Regions from separate parts of the Ovis aries genome. Here region 1 is linked to region 2. The links are chromatin contacts, called in public Hi-C maps. All regions are on one chromosome and are shown on one strand. Each heading gives the region's core, a stretch centred on a gene start, on an enhancer-like site or on the middle of the called end of the contact. The rest is flanking DNA. Distances are from core to core; before and after follow the strand shown. Region 1 overlaps CREB5 (cAMP responsive element binding protein 5). Region 2 has its middle 96 kb from the start of TRIL.

Region 1 (6,570 bases), core at 1,450-3,949, 210 kb before region 2:
CGTGTTTATTCCACGGCCTCCATCCGTGGTAAAGGTGCCATCAGTTCTCGTGGGGGAAAACCCAACCCAGAGCTTTCTTACTGGCTGCTCATTCTGTTAAAATGACGTCGCTTTGTAGAGGACCATCTATTACAATCAAAACAATTTTGTGGATGATTAAAGTACATGCATTTTAGTGAAATAACTACTGCTAGAGTCTTTTGGACGGTTGTTAGACTAAAAATGCATATAACTTGTCCATAAGTACCATATGCTCCTTTTCTTCACCTAATTTCTCACATCCTCTGAGGAAATTTTACGATCCTGATATTCTAACAGATCATTGTGTTTCTTCATTATGGCACACTCACTTTATTAGTTCATCCTTTGTGGGTGCATTTTTGTATATTTAAAATTTGTATTGGCCATTTTATGATAGTACTAAGTCAGTATTTTCTGTATATTCTTATCATGGATTACTAGAATAAGTGATCTTTGATGTATATGAAAAATGACACTCAAAAAAATTTTTTTTTTAATTAAAAAAAATGATACTCAGTTCTATCTTTAAATATCACTTTCTTTCAAAGGCTCCAGTGGCTTTACCATTTTTGAGTTGAATGATTTTTAATATAAAGTACTTGGGATTGTTGAAGTATGGAAGAATTTAAATCTAAAATTAAAATCTTCTGGTGGTCTCCTTGGTACAAGCACTAGCTAATACTGATTGATGACTTACTATACGCCAGGCTTTGTTTCAAGCTTATCTGTATTCATTGGCTCTCATAACCATCCTATGACGTGCCCATTTTACAAACAGGAAAATTGAGGCATGAGAAATTAAGAAACTTGCCCTTGGTGACACAGCTACTAAGTGCTGTTTCTGGGATTCAAACCCAAGGGGGATCGGGCCTTTACTCTGCTCCTTTTGTGTGACTTCAACTATGGGGTGATCCAATCCACTTTATTATTTTTAAAGAACATTTACTTACTCTCTTAAATGAATACAAATGGATTGTTATCTTTAGCCAGAGAGAGAAGGAAGAGCTTATTTAGGCAGGGATCTAAACAATAAGCAAGAATTTGTTCTTTCTCATGCTGTATTGAAAGGCCTGGTAAAGGAGGTCGACTATGTGTTACTCCCCCTGGTGTTCAGAAAGGGTGCCTATGGGGGCCCTTCATCAGAAAACAACCCTGGAAATGCTTCATTTTCTTTTTGTTCTTGAGCTTGAGAAAAGAAAAGCAGCTAGAATGCGCTACAGGAGTTTCTTTTCTGATCTGTTTTTGCTCTCAAGGCTTGCAATAAGGTAGAAACAGTTCAGTATCTAACTGCAACCCTTGACAGCCAAAGTTATTAAAATTTCTAATTTCCTAAAATTTCTCCTGCCCTCCACCCCTATGCATTCTGCCACGCCCCTGGCCTTCTGCCAGGGAGTCTGGTTTTCCATAATTAGCATTGTGATTCTGATAATCTTTCCCTGTCTTCAGCCGTGGCTGCTGGGCACTTTCTTCCCCAGATCTCCATCACAGTTTTCCCTTCTGTTTGGAGTTTCTGATAATCAATATTCCAAGGAGAAAAAGGTAAGATCTCCTTGAACTGTCGCATCAACTTGAGCTTCAGTTTTAGATGAGATAGCACCTGGTTCCTTAAAGTGTGGCTCACCGCTGGCTACCTGGGACTCTCACTTTTAAAAAGTACCAGTACATGGACTCCACCCCCAGAATGTTTGAATCATTTCTTCTGGGGTGGAGCCCCAGGCATCAGCTTTTCTATTCTTTTTTTTTAATGAGGTCATGGTTGAGAAACATTGGACTAAATTAATCTTTTGGCTTAAATTTGAATACCAAGGCCCTGAAAGGCCTTGGCTCAGAAATATACTCAACTCATTTAAATGGACAATTGTTCCTGTTGTTTTAACCAGTTCCTGTCTGTTTTAACCTACCTGCTAACATGTGAAAAGGGAGTTTTTGCTCTACAGCATGGTCATCCCCAGATTAAAGGGAAAGGATGAAGTTCATGCCAAAGTGTCCCCCGAACCCTAGGCATCTCTGGCTACATCCTTTACAATAGGCCCAAGTGTTCCATGGCTGAGATGTTTCAGCATCTCTTCAGCACCAAAACAAACCAGCACAACCACCAGAAGTCATTTTCATGTTAGTGCCTGGTCATTCTGGGTGTTCAAGAAATCAAAATTTGTCCGTGGCTTAGTACATAATGCAGGGGTTACTGTTACTGTATGACATTGGAGATGAATCTGATTCCTCATATATAAAATCATATATAAAAAGGCAAGATCTACTGATGCTTGCCTTACAGGATTGTTTACAAATTAAATAACAGAATTTATTCCAAAATTTTGATCTACCTGCTTGAACTTTTTTCCCACTTACCTAGTTGATAATAGTTAAGAGCCTAGACTTCCAAATGAGGGTATCTATTTAAATGGTGGATTCGCCACTTGCTGTGTGATTTGAGGCTAGATGATAATTCACTTTACTTCTCTGAAAATTGACATCATAAAAATATTTACAGATTGTTGTGGAGATTGAATGAGATAATACATGCAAAATCCTTAGAAAAGTGTTTAGCACATAGTAAGCTAAGCACTCAACATCACTTAGATTGTTAGTATTAATCCACTGGACTATGTTAAGAGAGAGAGTGTGAGGATGGACACATGGAGGCAGGCCCTATAGGGAAATCCAAATGACTAATTTATTGCCCCATTCTCCTTCCATCTCCTCCCTTCCCTCAGAGAGTTGTTCTGGAATCATGCACCCGGTGTACAGGTCAGCCAAGCTGCTCAGCTTTTGCTGGCCCCTGAATTCTTCTTTCTGGCCTCGATAGACAGATCAGAGAGGCTCTGGGACAGCCAGCAAACAACTCTGTATTCGCTGTTGAGCAGGCAGCTGCAAAGTGGAGAGTTTCTTTGCTCCAGAAGATAGTGGGACAGTCAGGGTTTGAACGATCTGTGCTGCTTTCAGAAAACTCACTGGCCTTTCAGAGTCAGTCATGACCCCGACACAGAGGGCCACGACACTCTCCTTTACCTCTTTGGTGTCTCAAGTCTTCCCAAAGCTTTGAACCTTCCTGATTCAGTTGTTCTGACAGCTTATCTCAGCTTTGTATAAGGAATATGATATCTAATACATTTTGAAAATTAATTTTTGTTTATCAGAGACATCATTAACATGTAAAAGCTCTTTGCCAAGTTGAGTTGACTCTACCATCAGAGAATACCATCAGTATTGGTTATGTTTCTATAAACATAGAACTTTGACCGATGCTGAATTAAGGAACATAGATTTAGAAAGATGTATTTCTGTGTCACATTTAGAAAATGTGAACTTCCAAGGTTGATAGGATCCTCAGAGGTCTCCTAGTCCAAGCTGTCCATTCAATAGATAACTTCCAAGCAGCCCTTAGAGGTAGCTGCCTAGCTTCTGCCCAAGCCATTCTATGAGGCCCTGAACTTACTAGCTCCTACAGCACCTTCCTCCTGTGATGGCTAATTGGACAGCTTAAATGTTAGAAAATATCACTTCTATGGAGGCAATTATGTTTTCCTGGATTTCTACCGATAAGACTAAGAACTACTCATTTGACATAACACCAAATCCATGTATCTCTTCTCTGAAATGTTGCTCACTTCTAATACCAGCTGATTAATTACCTATTCCTAACAGCAACTTCGGGAACAATTGAATATCTACATTTCAGTATAGTCTGTTTGAAATCCTGATTCTCAAGTCTGTGTTTTTTGGAAACCCAATAACACTTGAAACCAAGTGCTGAAAAAACATGTGTTTTTCATTTTCACCTGACATATTGCATCTTAAGGCATCATGCTGGGTGTGCAGCAGCTGAAAATGTTTGAAAAAATTGTAGCCACTCAAAACTAGAGTGATACAGGGACACGCGGTAGAGCAAAATGGTCAGTGCATAAAGCAGCTTGGTGCATGGCGTGTGGGTTGGAATCATCCTGGTTGTATAGCTTACCATATAAAAGGACAATAGTGTGGTTAAAAGTCTGGCTGATTCATGTTGAGGTTTGAGAGAAAACAGCAAAATTCTGTAAAGCAATTACCTTCAGTAAAAAATAAATTTTTAAAAAGTCTCAAAAATTTCCAAAAAATTTTAAAAATTATTTTGTGATGTGGACCTTATTAAAAGTCTTTATTATATCTGTTACAATACTGTTTCTGTTTCTATGTTTTGGCGTTTTTGACTGCGAGGCATGTGGGATCTTAGCTCCCCAACCCAGGGATTGAATCCGCACCCCTGGCTTTGGAAGGCGAAGTCTTCCAAACCACTGGCTGCCAGGGAAATCTCACAAATACATTTTTAACCCCTTTTCACCTTGTTCATCACCCTGCTAGCCAAGACAATTACTTTTTGTACATAGAACAGATATGTCTGTAAGTTCCTTCAGTATTAATTTGACATTTTTGTATTGAACACCTCTCTTAATTCCAGGCAGAGTGTTAACACTAGGAGGTATACATGACTATTTTCTTCTTGTTACAGAAGAGAAAACCAGGTACAAACATTAATAACTTACCCAAAGTTATGCACCTAGTAGATGGTTGTACTGGGGTTAGAACCAGCGATCTGGTCACAAAATAAGTACGTGGTCTCAACGGCCACCCAGCACCAACAGAGGGATGAGCAGACGTGAAAGCCTTTCAGCCCTGAGCTGCTGACTGTACCTTGAGGAGGATCATTTGTTCTTCTTCTCTGTTGGAAGGATTTCAGGATACAGATGCTAGAGCGTTATTGGTTTTTATCTGCCTCTAAAATTTCTGCACGTCAATTCCAAAGTGTAGGATTTCTCGCCAGGCATCCAAAGCAATTCTCCAGCACCCACTGGGTATCCTACAATTCAACTCAGTTCTGACACTACACAAAGATAGTGTCAGATCCCACAGGATAAGGGTTCAGTCCCACAAGACAGCCCTTCCAGCCCCTTCAGACAACAGTTGCTAGTCCTGGATATCCTTTCTGCTTCTGACTGACTGGCTATGGGTCAGAGATCTCCATGATCCCCTCTTTGGCTTCAGTTAATTAGCTGGAGTGGCTCACAGAACTCAGCAAAACATTTTACTTACTAGATCACTGGCTTATTATACAAGAATATAACTCAAGAACAGCCAGATGGAAGAGATGCACTAGGCAAGCATGTGAGAAGGGGCTTGGAGCTTCCCCACCCTCTCCAGGTATGCCACTCTCTCCAAACCTCCAATCCAGCAGCTCTCTGAAACCTGTCCTTTTGGGTTTCCTTGGAAGCCTCCTTCTATAGGCATGATTGTCATTGGCAATTGGCAACTGGCAACTGTTCAGTCTTCAACTCCTTTATCCTCCAGGGAAGTCTGGAGGTCAGATTGAAAGTTTCAACCCTCATAATCTCTTGGTTGGTTGCCCAGCTACCATCCATATCTTGAGGTCCAAAAGTCAGCTCATTAACAGAACGAAGGACACCTTTGGAAATCCCAAGGGCTTTAAAAGCTCTGTGTCAGAACCCAGGGGGTGAAGACTAAATACATGTTCCTTTTTTTAAAGCCGCAGTATCACAGCTTCCCAATGGGATACTTGAAAATCCCATAGTTCCCTCTCGTGCCCTGACAGTCCCGTGGCATTGCTTTCTGTGCAGTGTGTCGTAGTGCATGCATGCTACGTCACTTCAGTCACGTCCAGCTCTGCAGCCCCATGGATCATGGCCCGCCAGGCTCCTCTGTCCATGGGATTCTTCAGGCAAGAATACAGGGGTGGGTTGCCATGCTTTCCTCCAAGGGATCTTCCCGACCCAGAGATCAAACCAGCATCTCTTACCTGCATTGGCAGGTGGGTTCTTACCACTAGCGCCACCTGGAAAGCAGGTGTGTAGTAGAAAGAACTCTAAAACAGCATCAGAATTCCTGAGTCAGAGTCCTAGCTCCATCAGAGAAGAGCTGCGTAACTCCCAACAAGGCAATTCATCCCTTGAAATTCAGTTTTCTTCTTTGGTAAAAATACCCACCTCCCAAGTTCGTGGTAAGGATTCTATGACTCTAACAAATGTTGACCGTGTTGGATGTGCCAAGCACTTGGTGAAGTTTGGGATGTAAACTATTAGATAAAATAGTGTGGCTCTTGCCTTTTTATAGAACCTGCAGCCAGTGGGGCAGCTAGACAAGAAGTAAGCAAGCACTTGAATAACTGAAAGTTGGGATGAGGGTTTTGGAGGAAGGGAAACAGCTCAGCATTGGAAAATTGAGTGGGTGGGAGCTCCCACTTAGTTAAGGCAGCCAGGGATGGTCTCTCTGGGAAAATGTGTCCAAAAGTTGAGGAGATGCCTGCCAAGTGAAGAACAAGGAGAATTTCAGATCTAGGAATGGCATCTTTACAGGCTGGGAGCTGGGAAATAGGAGTAAATAAACACTTATATTTGTGTCTGAAGTCACTTTGTAAATCAAGTTAGGATAAACCCGTGTAAAAAGCTTCAGTTGCAAATGAAAATATAGCATTGGCCATCTGCAAAATCCAGCTCAGACTGTATACGTCCCACAAGAATCAAGATTAACATTCCAACCCAGGGAAGTTTGTTCCATTTC
Region 2 (6,711 bases), core at 3,946-6,445:
TGCACCTTCTCCTGGATGACCATGCAGACAGTTCCCTCTGCCAGGAATCCTTTCCCTCTTCCTGGAGGGAGCCTGCCCAGCTCACTCCTCCTCTGAGCCCTGGCCGCTGCTGCCATGCCTCCACAAAGCCTTTCCCAGAGGCTGCAGCTAGAATGCACCCACACCACTACCCCGCTCTCACTGCTTTCGTCTTATTCTGATCACAGCGCACTGGGCCTCATATCAATATTTACACGTGCTATCTCTCCCACTAGATGATGGCATTATCAGTCTCATGTTTTACTCCTTTCTATAATCCCATATGGCTTGGCACTCAGTTAATTAGCACTGAGGAAGAGCTGGGAAATGTGTTTGCATCTATGCCATGACTTCTATATAGTGTCAGAGACAAACATGTTCTCTCTCTCTCATGCACACACACACACACACTCATGCACACATTTGGCCCCAAATCAAAATAAAAATTTTACCTACAACTCTCATATCCATATATCAGAATATCTCGTCAAATGATGTGCAGCCCATGGCCTTTATTTTTCTCATGTAACTTCCTCAGGCAATTAATAAATTAGTCACAGGAAGAACATAAAACTCGCAAGCTCCTGAAAAGCACACAGAGATGGAAATGCACAGCACAGCTCCTCGTTGTATCCCTGGTGAAGGGCGCTGACTCCAAGTTGGGAGAGCCATTCCAGGAGCCCAGCAGAGCTCTCCACCCCAGTCCACGTGGGTGTGTTCCTTCTGTTACAGGGCAGAACTGACTCCATGTTGAATCTGTTTCTTTCACTTTAACCTTTGCTTCAGATTGCCTTGGTTCACTAAAAGGATTCTGTCTTAGCATAATTTCCTGCCTCAGGGAACGCTGCTCCTCTGCCTAAATGTTAAACCAAAAGGCTTTTGTTCCTGTCCCTGTCCACCTGTGGGTGGCTACAGGAAGGAAGAAATTAACACGTTCCTCCCCTCCCTGAGGCTTGCCATTCTAGGAGATATTTGTAAGATTAGTGGCCATTTTTACTTTACTGCCTCACCTACCCCCACTCAGTTCTATAAAAGAACCTGGCACCCAGGCCTTGATAAGACGGTTATTTACAGACATTCGCTGTTGTGCAGTCGCTCAGTCAGGTTCCACTCTTTGTGACCCCATGGATTGCAGCACACCAGGTTTCCCCATTGTTCACCATCTCCCAGAGTCTGCTCAAACTCAGGTTCATCGAGTCAATGATGCCGTCCAACCATCTGATTCTCTGTCACCCCCTTCTCCTTGCCCTCAATCTTTCCCAGAATCAAGGTCTTTTCCAATGAGTCAGCTCTTCACATCACATGGCCAAAGTATTGAAGCTTCAGCTTCAGCATCAAGGACTATTCAGGGTTGATTTTGTCTGCCATATTCTTGGTTAGCCGGCTTTCCAAATAAAGTTGTATTCCTTGCCTCAACACCTCATCTCTCAGATTTATTGTCCTGTCGTGCAGCATGCAGAAACAGCTTGGAGTTGGGAACATTTCTTCCAGTCAAATTGGGTTCCCAGGTTTGCATTTCAACCCTAACTATGATTTCATATCTTTGATTCAGTGAGTGGTTTTCTTCCAAATCAGCCATTTTCTGATTCCTACCCAACAGCTGGCCTCAGTATAACAATCTTTGCCAGATTAACCCACGAATTGTTGTTCAAGTTGGGAAGAGCTTCCTAAGTCTCCCCTTGGGTTGACCCTCTTGAATTCCCACAGATGTGGCTGCAGAGCCCTGCTCAGAGCAGACTACCAACTTGCCCTTGTGATCTGGACATCCTAATCTGTTTACCAATGAGCACATACAAACATTTGTCTACATTTTCCTCAATTTAGCAAATAAACTCTTCATTCTAGACGCTGAGCAAACCTCCAAGGTGATAAACTGCAGAAATGTGATTAAACACCCCCCAAATTACATTAAAACCCACTGAGTAAACATGACATTCAGTCTAAAGGAAAGAAACAGACACTGGAGAGCTGAGTATGGAATTTTAAAATTACTAAATATAAGACTGAAAATATTTATTTTCATATTTTTCCTACTCCTATTTTTGAGGTGGAGAAAATTATTTTTCTTCCAGGCCATTTCCTCTGTAGAGTTTGTGCTTGGCAACCAGAACAGTTCTAATCCTTTGATTGGTAAGAGCTGTTGAAGAGAATGTGTTTAATTAAAATCCTATTTTCTGGAAATAAATACACCATTTAGCTGCTATTCACAGCTCTTCAGCTTCTCTCATCTGTGGTGGTAGAGGTTTAAGAAGGTGTGGACTTGGTTCACCCCAGATTCCAAGTAGGAAGAAGTCTTCTTGGCCATAGCCCCAGGTTTTTCTTTTATTGGTTCTTTCAGTCAACCTACAAGCCCAAGTTCCTGGAATCAGGGTGACATTTATTCATTTATTAAGTCAATCAACATAATTCAACTGAGCTAAAATTTTAAAAGCATAGAGATCGTAATGTGGAGGTTGTGCCTCAATTCACAGACCATCCATGAGGATGGATAGGTAGCAGGAGATGAGGCTGACAGGTGACATTAGAGATGAACCCAGTGCTGCACCCTTAAGAGGCGTGGCAATCTGCCTTCTGGGCTTCACACAGGCAGGGAGGCTGGAGTAGAGGTGACCTGCATGGAGACTTCACTTGGCCGCAGAGTCCAAAGCAGTAGAATTTATGATAGAAGTTGAACTCTGGTTATTGGAATGTAAAATGAAGACTTTATAGATCATGACTTAACAGCAACAAAACTTTATTTTTTTTTCAGTTTAAAATCATAGATATATTTGTTTAATCATTCTGAGGGAATAAAATCAGTAACACAAAAGTGTGTGAACAATCATTGAAGTTCCAACAAAAAAAGTTTCTGGAGCATAGCTTTAGGCTTTTGTTTTCCACTATGACAGATTATGGGGCTTCACTGGTGGCTCAGATGGTAAAGAATCTGCCTGCCAATGCAGGAGATGCAAGAGACACAGGTTTGATTCCTGGGGTGGGGAGATCCCCTGGAATAGGAAATGGCACCCCACTTCAGTACTCATGCCTGGAAAATTCCATGGGCAGAGGAGCCTGGTGGGCTACAGTCCATGGGGTCTCAAAGAGTTGGGCACAACTGAGTTACTGAGCAAACACATGCACACACACACACACACACCTGTGACCGATCATAGTTTCTAAAAGTGACAGCAGTGTGTCCTATTCCACACACACCTCTGCACCGTCATCTCTAATTGCTAATCTTGGTCATCTCTACTCAAGAGGAGGTGTCTGTATCTACAGTCCTTGAATGCAGATAAGCCCTGGGACTGCTTTCACCAGCAGAACACTGAAATAACCTGAGGTTGTTCCAAGTGCAGGCCTTCACTGGCTTGGTTTCTTTCACATCTTACCTTTTGAAAGCCAACCCCCTTGTAAGAAGTGTGACTCTTGAGGAGCCCACCACATCATGAAAAGGTCAAGCCACATCCAGTTGGAGAGACCCTAGACGATAAGAGGTCAGAGGAAAGAGAAAGAGGGAGAGAAAAAGAGAAAGAGAGAGGAAAAAGAAGATAGAGGAGAAGGAGGGGTGGGGGAAGCCCAGGGTTCCAGGCCCATGAGTGAAGACGCCATCTTGGGAAAGATCCTTCAGCCCCAGCTGCCCCAGCTGCCCCAGCTGACTTCACGTAGATCAGAGATGAATGGCCCAGCCAATACTTTCCTGAATGCTAACTCACAAAACTGTGGAGCAAAATAAAATGGTTGGTTTAAGCCACTAGGTTTGGGGATCACTTACTGAAATACAGAGGTTCTGAGGTGGGTATATGATGCTCAGGGAAACAGGATCCTGACATGACTTAGGTTATCATCTTGTGAGCCCATAAATTTCGAGATAAAAGAGAAACTCAAGTCCCTTTGTGTTCTCTACTGTTTCGTGTACGCTTCCATTCCACTCTGGGACTGATCTCCTCCCTTTATGTAGGTCAGCGGCAAATAATACAGCAATTTGTAACATTCCTTCCTAATGTGTAAACGATATTTTGTGGAAGCTGCTTGGGTATTGTCTTTCCAGTGCCCAACCTTGAAATAAAGGAGCTGTTTAAGTGTTAGCCTGTCAAACAATGGAGAAAACCCTTTTTGTTCATTTTCATCTTTGCCATAAACTCCAAAGGCATACTTGCACACAGATTAATAGCAACTTGGGTATTCATCGCGCATGTGACCCCAGAAGCATGATTACCTACTTTGAAGGCTTTTAAAATCTCCCAGAGAACACTGTAATATTTCACTGCACTGCAGGGAAAGAGTCACAAGTTTTTATGCACCGTTAATATGAAAGAGGAAAAAAATCAGCTAAGGGCATTGAGTTTTACATTAAGCGGAGACTCGTTTCGTCTTAGAAATAGCGGAATAAGTTAGAATTACTTGCTGTGTGACTATAGGTCCACACCTCCCACCAAACACTGAGGTGCTCCCCAGAGCTTTTCAAAATGCAATGAAATCACCCCAAATGCGAGGAGGGTGGGAAAACAGACCAAATAGTTCAGCCTTCTGTCTTCTTTCCCTGCCCCCATCCAGCCCCAGCCCTAGCCCCAGCTTTGAGTCCTGGATTCAAGGAGTCTGATTTCACTCCACTTGGAAATTAGCGAATGGCAAGACTGACCAAAAAACTTGTCATCAGGCAGGACCTTTGTGAAATGGCTCTCTAATTAGCCATTTCATATTTTTGTTATTTCTTTTGCGATTCATGTTAAAAATATGTTCCACGGATGCCAGCCTGCTAGGACCCAAGGAGCCCTTGTCACTCAGCAATAACTCAGTGAAATAATAAATAAGCACATCGGCAGCCCCACCACGCACACCAGCACTTCCCCTCAGGCCCTCAGGCCAGGGGGCTGGGCTGCCCACACAAGTCACCATGTTCTGTGGGGGACACGAGTGGTCACCACAAACAAGGAGGGCACCCTGCCCTCCTAGGAGCCTGCTCTCACCAAAGACAGGACTCCTGAATAGTCTCCCGAATCAGAGGTCACCCAAGGACTGGATGTAAAAAGCTGTCTTATCTGACACACTGTTATCACAAGCAGCAGATCTCTTGAGTGAAATTTCAGGAACAGAGGTTCCTAAGGGAAAGATGCCATTTCATCCACTAAAGCCAGATCAGCTGGAACTGGGAGGCAACGGCTTACATGTGCAGAACAGCTTGGACCAGGACCTTGTGTTCCGTCAGCTTGTAGGTGGGGTCCCCTCGCAGGTTCTCGCCAAGATTTCAGCCGGGTCCTCGCCCCACCCTGGCCCACATTCATCGTCCTCACTGAGCATCTCAGGAAAGAAACAGTAACTTCCCCTCAGAGGCTCACCCTTCCTCATCTGTGTTAGAAAAACAGTAGGGAACTATCAAAATATGACAGAGAAAGATGTTATTCAGGCAACCCTGGGCTGGAGTCATCATGCTTATGATGGCAAGCCAACTGTGGCCTGACACACCAGGCAGGTCCTCAGTGGGGTGACAGAGGCAGAAGCGATGAGGCAGGGAGAATCAGCCTGCTTACCCGTCCCACTGAAGTCTGGAGCTTCACTTATGGACAGCAGTTTTAATCCATCCTACCACTGCATATCAAAGAAATAAGAAAATTCCATAACAGAATCAGAATTTACAATCAATCAGGGGCACTTAGAAACATCTTATTCTTTCTAGCATTTTCTGCACACAAGCAAACAGAGCTCTGATGAGAGATTATCGTTTCCCTTATGATGGTGTTTCTTCTTGGCACACCATCACCCACCCTAGGGAGTGGGTCTTGGATGCCTTTTGCTTCATAGATTGGTAGATAATGTCAGGATTCTGATCAAGCAGCCATAGGTGAATGGCTACAGAGACCACCACTGAAAACTCACATCTCCTGTGACAGGAAATGAGCAGAAAGGGGAGAGCAGAGGAAGGCAGTTCTGTTATTCCTCCACAGCTCTGTGGGATGAGATAAAAAATAAAGGCAATTAGTGAAATGTTCTAGTCATCCAGTTTTCTTTTAGCTTTCTTGATTTTTTTAAACAATCATTGTGTGACTTGGACATTTATAAAACATCGGCTCTTTCGAAAAGTCCTTTATATCCATCATGCGTCATTTATAAATAAAAAACAGGTGTTTGTTTTTTTATTTTTTACTTTCCTTAAACTCCATCAGTGCTGCCTGCCTGGATAAAAAGGAAATAGATTTTAGAAATAGATTTTTTTCTTATATCACTACGTGGTTTCACTGGAATCTTAAATTGTCAGTATTTTCTGATCCTTTGGGAAAAGCTTGCTGAGTGTGCTGCTCTGTGTACAGGCAGATTGATCCCCAGACTAATGAGGAAGGCTAGCAGAGCTCATGCACTCCATGATTTCTTTTCTCGACACTCCAAATATTAAAGAAATTGAATTTACTTAAGAACTATAGACCTTCAGGAGAAGATCCTTGGAATAATCTAGGAACCTACACGGAATAATGATGCGGCTACAAAAAGCCTCTTGATTGTTCACATGGGGTTTTTCAAACTGTCCCTTCTGGGGAGAGATAAAGCACAAAGTCACTGTTTTTAAATTGTATTTCATACCAAAAAAAAAAAAGACCTGAAAACAACATAAATTGTTAATTATGAAAAGTTCATTGAATTCCTTTTAATATATTTATATGGTGTAATGCTTAAAAGCCTTTTAAAATGGCAATGATTTCTGTTCTTGTCCATAGCAAA

The links. A called contact is a pair of places that touch in the nucleus more often than the background predicts.
Region 1: a contact with region 2 is called in a Hi-C map of tail adipose tissue, with 2.7 times the contacts expected there. The contact joins two enhancer-like sites. A contact is called at or near these places in 3 of 16 Hi-C or Micro-C datasets (hypothalamus, skin fibroblasts and tail adipose tissue).

Annotation. Positions count from the first base shown.
Region 1 is chr4:69,056,485-69,063,054 of ARS-UI_Ramb_v3.0, reverse strand. All of the region lies in intron 4 of CREB5 (cAMP responsive element binding protein 5), which reads left to right. Among named protein-coding and RNA genes, the nearest start is that of CREB5, 250 kb to the left of the region's middle. Within about 2 kb of position 2,699, at least 2 of the 54 cell types and tissues checked have an H3K27ac peak or open chromatin away from gene starts, as enhancers often do. A contact at or near this core is called in tail adipose tissue, where this site is marked.
Region 2 is chr4:68,848,480-68,855,190 of ARS-UI_Ramb_v3.0, reverse strand. No RefSeq gene overlaps it. Among named protein-coding and RNA genes, the nearest start is that of TRIL, 96 kb to the right of the region's middle. Within about 2 kb of position 5,195, at least 2 of the 54 cell types and tissues checked have an H3K27ac peak or open chromatin away from gene starts, as enhancers often do. A contact at or near this core is called in tail adipose tissue, where this site is marked.